Linked DNA regions of Zea mays: region 1 is linked to region 2. Evidence: chromatin contacts called from public Hi-C data. All regions are on one chromosome and are shown on one strand. The core of a region is the stretch at or near the end of the contact, and the rest is flanking DNA. Distances in the headings are between cores, read along the strand shown. Region 1 holds the start of LOC100282245 (pleckstrin homology domain-containing protein 1). Region 2 has its middle 7.7 kb from the start of LOC100273970.

The links. Hi-C and Micro-C count contacts between places; a contact is called where the count stands out from the background.
Region 1: a Hi-C map of ear shows a contact between it and region 2, with 2.9 times the contacts expected there. The contact joins the promoter of LOC100282245 here to the enhancer-like site in region 2. A contact is called at or near these places in 2 of 25 Hi-C or Micro-C datasets (ear and leaf).

The regions. Positions count from the first base shown.
Region 1 is chr8:98,067,556-98,071,915 of Zm-B73-REFERENCE-NAM-5.0, forward strand. It overlaps LOC100282245 (pleckstrin homology domain-containing protein 1), which reads right to left and starts at 2,102. Exons shown (of 1, transcript NM_001155157.2): 1 at 1,198-2,102. The coding sequence starts at 1,912. The coding sequence ends at 1,412.
Region 2 is chr8:97,996,566-98,001,429 of Zm-B73-REFERENCE-NAM-5.0, forward strand. No RefSeq gene overlaps it. Among protein-coding and RNA genes, the nearest start is that of LOC100273970, 7.7 kb to the left of the region's middle. Within about 2 kb of position 1,361, at least 17 of the 20 cell types and tissues checked have an H3K27ac peak or open chromatin away from gene starts, as enhancers often do. A contact at or near this core is called in ear and leaf, where this site is marked.

The DNA.
Region 1 (4,360 bases), core at 852-3,351, 72 kb after region 2:
GTACTGTTCCACACACACCAGTACACCAGTATTCCTACTCCCATTGCAGCTATTCTCAATTTGTCATAAATGTTAACACCATAAACACCCTAATAGACCATGTCGGCACAAACTTTGTAAGCACAGTACAGTGGAGCTAATGTCAGTGGCAAAATATCCTACCTTGTCATAATACGAAACGATTAGATGAAATTTAATCACAAACATTGGAGTGTAAATATAACAAAACAGTTAGTAAATTATGCTATTGCAAGGCCAACACAGATATGAAAGAACGAGCTAACAGAAATGCATAAGAAAACCAGACTTATTACCAAGCAGCGTCATCAACCTACAAGGCAGGAAACAAATAAACATGATCACAGGCCACTGATGAATAGAAGGATAACATATAAGATACTGTGCAATATTAGCACCAGTTGACTTTTAAACATAATTCACAAAGGATAGAGGAAGGATCCATCCTTTTACTGTAGTTTCTAAGGCTATAGCCAGAAGATCGTGCATATGGCTGTGCAAAGCACTGTTTATAGAGTGGAGTTTAAAATAAGAGACGGGGATGAGTAAGCTGCTAGAGATAGCCTAATGACATAAAATTTCCATAACTGCACAAATAAACACAGCGCATGTTGGCACTCGAGGAGTACTGCATACACCAATTCACTACAGAAAACTTCCACTTCAGATTACAACATAAGACATCATGATACATGGTTCTTTAACAGTTTTACTTCATGGTTAATAAGCATATTATAGCACATTCAGCACTTCATCAGTGTTTGTGTTTCTACTTCTAGGACAGAAACTTCATAAGAGCGCTAGAGTCAGAGCTAGGATCTAAATGCTAGTTTGACAACCTCATTTTTCCAATGGATTTTCATTTTCCCAAGAGAAATTAGTTCGTTTTCATTTGGGAAAATGGTAATCCCTTGAGAAAATGTTGTTGCCAAACTAGCCAAAACTGGGGAATCTTCTGCAAAAATGCGGAGTCAGTTAAGCAATCCTATGCGACTCAATACAATTCCATTAGAATAGAACAAGTCAAACACAACAAAAGGCGAGAGGAATGGGATACTGAATGATTAAAATCTCTTACAATTTCTGAAATTGGGGCCAAAACTTCAAAACTGTTAAAAAAAATAAAAACTAGCCAGACTTCAACCACCTTGTAAATTAGGGTATACCAAGATCAAATCGTAGTATAGTATATACATATAAAACAAACTATAAACGAAAGCACAGCTTATTAACTCGCTTATTACCATACCAGACCATGTCGTTGATAGTTAATATACTGCTACATAATCAAGAGTGAGGAACGTCGGCACAAGGCCACAATCACATGGAATTGGAAATACATATGCTACAAGTCAGATCCATATCGAGAGAGTTCACAGGAATCACCACGCCATTAAGCTGCTGGTGCACTCTCTTCGCTGGTCATAAGCTGCGGCGGGGGCTGGGGGCGGCTGTCGTAGTCAACGACCTCTGCGTCGGTGACGGAGCGGGAGTGCTGGACGATGGAGCGACCGATGGAGTTAATCCACTCCTCCTTGTCCTTCTCGGAGTCCGCAATGAAATACATGGTCTCGGCAGGCGTGGAGAGCTCGAAGGCGAACTGGCGGTTGAGCACGTCCTCGGCGCCCTTGACTGTGAGGCAGGTGGCGACGGGGATGACGCCGCGGGGCACCGAGGCCCGTGTCACCGCAGGGTCCTTGAACCAGAAAAGCCTCCCCTGCTTCAGCACGAACCACCGCCGCCTCCACGTCTTGATGTACTCGCCCTGCTTATTTAGCCACCCAGCGCGCTCTGCGCCGTGCCAGAACTCGACGCCGCTACCTGGGGCCGCGTCCAGCGCCGAGGGGGAGGAGCCGCTGACGCTATCCATCACGGCGCGCCACAGGCTGGCCATCACCGCCGGAGAATTTGGGGATCGGGTGGGAGTTGCGACGGCGGCGAGTCTAGGGTGGGTGGGGAACAATTTCTTCCGTGATGGATTCGCTGGAAGGTAGTGCGCGATGTGATAGGATCGGAGAAGCAGGAATCATCCGACCTGACGGCCACAAATACAATCGAAAGTTTTCCTTCGCTTTCCAAAAATCGGGAGGAATCGGAAAATAATCTATATTAATCGGCATCTATCTGATATTAATATATATTTTATATTTCTTTAATTGTACTCTTTTTTTATTGGTCTCAATTTAGTTAAAAATAAACGATACAACGATAAATATTCGACAACGAAGATATTACTTATTACGATAGGTAAATAGATAATATATTTATTTTTTATAGGATAAATTGTAGGTAAATATAAGAATCTATGTAATTATTTGTATCTTATTGTTCTAAAATTCTAAAAACAAAAATATTATGCAATTAAGATTTACATACCTTTATACGGTTAAAATTTATTAAAAAATCTTAGAAAACTGTAAATATATTTTATTATTTAGTACATAAATATATCAAATTTTAAGTTTTAAATCACCATATATTAAGATATGTAAAAAAGTTCTATTGATAAAATTATCTCCATTTTATCTTTAACATAAGTGAATTAGAATTTAAAATTTTATATATTGATACAATAAATAATGAAGTACATCGATTTTTATGTTTTTAGTAGTTCGATTGCACAACGATTATAGAAAAATCTTGATTACACAACAGTTGTTGTCAAATTTAAGATAGATTAATATTTATATTTGATTTTTGAAAAATCGTAAGATGCAATTTTTTAAACAAAATAGCAGAATCTATAAAATAGATTTTAATTTCTTTAAAACAAAAGGATCTAAAGAGGCCCAGGAAAAAATGTACAACAATTTTCTAGTTGATCTCACATACATAGTATGCAAAAAAATTCTCGTTGGTTTCACATACATAATATGCAAAAATTTGTGTGCAGTACAATCAAACTAACAAGACTTATTAAAAAAATCTAAAAATGTATAGATATATTTTATTATTCACTCTATTAATATATCAAATTTTAAATTCTAATTCATCTCATGTTAATATAAAAATAGAAAATTCTCTCCAACCTGGAGGATTAAAAATAGTAAAAAAATTATATTAAGATTTTATGACTTTGAGTAGTTTATTTGTACGATAATTTTACAACAAGATTGATTACACAATAGTTTTTGTCTAGAAAATAGTTGGCAATAAGTTTTAATCCACTGTAAGATCGAGTAAAATATTGAGCTATTGCAAGGGTATCATAAATTTAGCTTAAGTCTGACAGATATCGTGTGGCAAAAGAATAAGACACGTGTATATCAAGGTCTAGCTGATGCATCTTTGTGCTTGAGGTCTTGAAATTTTATCTTTTCATTATTCATACAAAGTAGTGAATTGCCTAGAGACCAAAATTTCGAGTTCTGCTCCTCGTTCATGTGATGGTAATAGTTTGCACATACTCCCATTTCATGCTTTTTAGGCAGTGGCTTGCTAGGACAAATGAATCGATAGAAGTGTCTTTTGCTACCACCACCGCTACCCTCGCCCCGACGTTGGAGCCGCATCGGCCATGTTTATTTCAACTTTTTTCAGTCAGGGGCTGGTTCAATATAATGACAAGGGTATTCAAATGAATACCAAGATTTCAATAAAAAATTAATATAAAAGATAACTCTAGTTTATCAATCTTATGCTCATCTAATACTCCATTTCAATGCGTATGCTATAAAATTATTAATATATAAATATGTAATATGTTGTGGTATTATAAGTATCAAATTGTAAGACTTTATATGGTATTATACATACCAAATTTTTCCCTTAATAATTTTGAATACTCATGTTTCAAATCCTGGACCCACCATTGTTTTCAGCTATGGCCACCAGAAACTGCTGCAGACTGCCAAACGCCCAGCTTTTTAATCCGCTTATATAAGAACCACTTTAGTCAAAACCGTCCAAAATAAACTTGAAAACAAAATCGGCCGAGTCATTCCAATAATAGGAAACTGTTACTTTCTACAATATAAACCCTATAGACTATTTTATCTTCTTCCGCATGTATTCTTCATGATACTTAAATTCTCTACACAGTCAGATTTTCTCAGCATCCGGATTCCTAGAAAAGCATCCAGATTCCTATTATGTCCCTCGTTCGTTGGCTCGATTATCTGAGGCCAAGCTTCACTTGCTGCAGGACTATTACCATGTGTCGTGTCTGTGTTACCGCAATGCATGTTGTCCTCGCACACTTAGGTCAGCGAGGAGATTCTTACTCCATGGATAACCTTTATTTTCGAGTCCACCAAACCAGCCTTATGATTATATTATTTTATGCGTGCACATGTAGGACTACAAGACTTTGTTTTAGTTCAAAAAAGAACTAGTCAGAGAC
Region 2 (4,864 bases), core at 111-2,610:
GGGGCCGATCGGGGTGGCTCGGAGGAGTGCAGCGTGAATGTTCAGGTTCGTTACGATTGAGATGAGGCAGCCTAAAAAGGTGTAATATATTTGTGGCACTTTAACAAGTGCCTTATATTTTTTGTAATATTTTTTTTACAATAGAAAAGTGTTGGAGTATATTTTTAGATTAAGCCCTATATTTAAATTGAAGGCATCTATTTGGGACACTTTTAGAGATGCTCTGAGAGACTTATCTTAGATCAGTCCAAACTCTCCACGTCATCTAATTTCTATAGCATTAATTTAGTTGTCACATAAGTAATTTAGTAACATAAAAAGAAAATTAATGAGAAAGAGGGCGGAATGGTTTCCTCCTTCAGAAATCAAGTCTACACGCGCAATGAAGACACAAGAAACCACTGTGGTGAGCATCAAGTTTTGATCTGTGGAGCTCACATGTAGCTCACTAGCCGCATTCGTCATATCCACAATTATTATGACACCACAACAAAAAAAATTAAGCGTTAGAACTTATAGTCTGTATAAGTAATTTTTTTAGTAAGGTGACGACTATGAAAATTACTTAGTAGTTTTTGGACTGTGATTGCTCTTAGCTCCTCGCGCTCTACCAAAAGCCACCTGCCATCAACGTCTCCCGAAATCGCCATTAGGAGGCTACACTATACTACACTACACTACACTACAGGAACAAGTACGCTTACGGCCTCATGTACGCCGTCAACCCTACTGTATCACTTGTTCAGCAACATGTTTGTCAGGCCATGGCTTCCGCCTCGATCTCCAAGCTGGCTGTTAGCTCAGATCTTTGCAACCGCTTGAATGTCCACATCAGCATGGAGGGTGAGGGATGGATGGGCTGCTCATGCGGGCTGTAGGGATGCTATGCTATGCTATAGTATCGGGTATCGCGCAGCCTGGCGTGCCGATGGAGCCCAAGCCTGCTCGATTTAGGCAGGCAACTGGAGACTGGAGTGCAAGCCACCGGCGTCCGTATGATATGGCGCCGGCCGGTTTTTCGCGTCGACGGCGTGCCAGTCCGGCATCAAGAAACCGCGGGCGGGACGCATCGCATGTTTTGCTTCGGCCTGCGGATTGTGATTGGCAACGGCCAGTGGGCAAATAGAGGCATGCCATGAGCTTAAGCAAGCTTGATGCTGACTCTGTCGAGGACTCGGTGCGTGGCAACTGGGACCTACCGCAGATTTTTTTTAAGCTCAAACTGGGACCGCAGATGGCAGAGGCAGATATTAAGAGAGTTGTTCCTTCGAAATCTGGATGGCTTCAGCAAATGGACTTTATTAGTTTGGGTCCGTTTTGGGCTATAGCGATCTTTTGGGCCTTTTACGAATTTGGGAGTACATGTGCGTGATTTGTTGACAACTTGGAGCCGGGCTCCAAGAGAAAGACATGGCCTATCTTCATTAGGGCCGCATTCTTGCTGTTACCTTTTTTTTTTTAAAAAAAAATCGTTCTTGCTGACCTCTTCTATATGGCTGAAGCTTGGAATAGCTCAGCTTGTTTCGAAGCGGCTCACGAGAATCGAGTCGAGTCAAATCGATCCTATTTTTGGCTCGTCGGTGTAACGAACCGAGCCAATATGACTCGTTCTAGTTCACGAGCTATATCAATTATACTAAATTAACTGGTCTGTATAATAATAATAGAGAAAGAAAATATAGATGATGAAATCATTTAGAGGAATGGGCGAGGGCACGAGGAGCGACGTAGACGTTCAGTTCAAATGGGTAGAAACAGTGTGTAACACACCTTTCTGTTTCTGAGGAAGAAACAGTTTAACCACTACCGGAAAACAACTTTTTTGTCGAGTGTCTGAAGCACTCGACAAAGCCTAGAAAAGATTCGGCGACTCTGCAAAGAAAGCTCGACGAACTGTACATCGGCAACGGCTTCTTTGCCGAGTACTTTTATCGGGCACTCGACAAAGACTTTATCGAGTGTCACCTGATACTCGGCAAAGGCAAGTCACCGCCACGACTACTAGTAACGGCGACAAAGCCTGTGCCGAGTGCCCTCCGAGTAACACTCGGCAAAGAGTTAGCCTTTGCCGAGTGTCCACTGTACTAACACTCGACAAATATGCTCCACGTGGACCCCTTTGCTTGTTCCTTTGCCGAGCGTATTAGGTGGCACTCGGCAAAGGCTTCCTCTTTGCCTAGTGCCCGCTGGACTAGCACTCGACAAAGAGATCACCAGCGGGGCCCTTTTGTCAGTTCTTTGCCAAGTGTCGTATGGGTCTTCTTTGCCGAGTGTCAACATTTGGCGCTCGGTAAAGATAACGACCGTCAGCTATAGACGACTGCTGACGGTCATTTGCTGAGCGTCGTCTTTCGCTGAGTGTCTGGCTATTGAAAGGGAAATAGTCTCAACATTTCCTCTAATCGATTTTAGTGTTTGACAACCATCACAAACCTTGTGGACTAATCGGTTTGCCTAGTTGATCATCTCACAGGTGCATAAGTTCATTTACAACGATTCTAACGTCGACTGTCCGGAATACCGTAGATTATTCCGGACAGGAGAAGTTTTTTTTTGAAAAACACCTATGCGCGGGCCGTCCGGGCCCTTACGGCGGACCGTCCGCGGTACTTGGGTGAGCCTCGGACAGAACCACTGCAAAAACACAAGTCTACACTACGGACCCTCCGATGGAGAAGCAAGCACCATCCGAGACCAAGCGCGGACCGTTCGACCTTAGGCGTAGACCGTCCGGTCGATGAAGAACCAGAAAAACCCGAAGGAGACGGGTTCGGTAAAATGAATTATAGCGTCCTCGCAGACCGTATAGAGTGCACGACCGGACCGTCCGTGACTGCGGTACCTGACATCTGACGACACATTTAATGCATAGTAGCCGTTGATAAATCGCTACTGCTGACCGTTGCGATTTCAGCCGTTGATGTGCAGGGGCGGACCGTCCGGACCAGGGGCGCAGACCGTCCGCGGTTGGCAGAAATGGAGCAACGACTAGGAAGTGGTTGGGGCTATAAATACAACCCCAACCACCTCCATCCACTACAACCAAGCATTCCAATCCTCTACATTCAATACAAGAGCTAGCAATCCATTCAAAGACACAATCAAAGCTTCCAATCTCCAAATTCCACAATTAAGACAAGTGATCATTAGTGATTAGTGACTTGAGAGAGAGAGAGAGTGATCTGTGTGTTATTTGTCGCTCTTGTTGCTTGGCTTTTTGCAATCGTGCTTTCTTCTTCCTCATTCTTGTTCTCAAGCAACTTGTATTCAAAGCAAGAGACACCAAGTGTGTGGTGGTCCTTGTGGGGTCTAAGTGACCCATTCGATCAAGGAGAAAGCTCACTCGGTCTAAGTGACCGTTTGAGAGAGGGAAAGGGTTGAAAGAGACCCGGTCTTTGTGACCACCTGAACGGGGACTAGGTAAAACAAATCACCGTGTTCATCTGCTTTATTTCTTGATTGATTTGTTTTCCCCCTCTCTCCCGGACTTGAATTTAGTTCTACGCTAACCCCGACTTGTAGTGTGTGCTTAAGTTTATAATTTTTAGATTCCGCCTATTCACCCCCTCTAGGCGACTTTCAATTGGTATCAAAGCCTGGTACTTCATTAGAGTCTAACCACTCGAAGTGATGTCGGGAGATCACGCCAAGAGGGAGATTGTGACCAGCGACAAGTCCACAAGCCACGGGAAGGCTCCATCAAGGGAGTCTGGCGCCAAAGGCAAGGAGGAATCCCCTCCCCGCGTCAAGTCGCATCGGAGTGGTGACAAGAAGAAAAAGATGAAGAAAGTGGTCTACTACAAGACCGATTCTTCATCGCCCTCCACCTCTGGCTCCAACACGGCGTCCGTCACTTCTAAGCGCCATGAGTGCAAGAAGTATAGTAAGATGCCACTTCGTTATCCTCGTATTTCTAAGCACACTCCTTTACTTTCTATTCCATTAGGCAAACCACCAGTCTTTGATGGTGTGGATTATTGCATGTGGAGTGACAAAATGAGGCATCACCTAACCTCACTCCACGCAAGCATATGGGACATTGTTGAGTTTGGAGCGTATGTACCTATGTTGGGGGACGAGGGCTATGACTCGGACGAGGTTGCCCAAATCCGGTACTTTAACTCCCAAGCTACTACTATACTCCTCGCCTCTCTATGTCGAGAGGAGTATAATAAAGTGCAAGGGTTAAAGAGCGCCAAGGAGATTTGGGACGTGCTTAAGACCGCGCATGAAGGGGATGAGGTGACTAAGATCACCAAATGGGAGACGATCAAGGGGGAGCTCGGTCGATTCGTCCTTAACCAAGGAGAGGAGCCATAAGCGATGTACAAGTGGCTCAAGACCTTGGTGAACCAAGTGCGCAACCTCGGGAGCATAAAATGGGATGACCATGAAATGGTCAAGGTTATTCTTAGATTCCTCGTATTTCGTAATCCCACTCAAGTTCAATTAATACGTGGTGATCCTAGATACAAGCTAATGTCTCCCGAGGAAGTGATAGGAAAGTTTTGAGCTTTGAATTGATGATCAAAGGCTCCAAACAAATCATCAACTTGGAGTAAGGCGGCACCTCCACACCCAAGGTGCAACCCGTCGCATTTAAAGCGACGGAGGAGAAGAAAGAAGAGTCTACACCAAGTAGGCTCCCTATCGACGTCTCCAAGCTTGACAACGTGGAAATGACGCTCATCATCAAGAGCTTTCGCCAAATCCTCAAGCAAAGGAAGGGGAAAGATTACAAGCCCCATTCCAAAAGGGTGTGCTACAAATGTGGTAAGCCCGGTCATTTTATCGCTAAATGTCCTCGGTCATTTTATCGCTAAATGTCCTATGTCTAGTGATAGTGACAGGGGCGACAACAAGA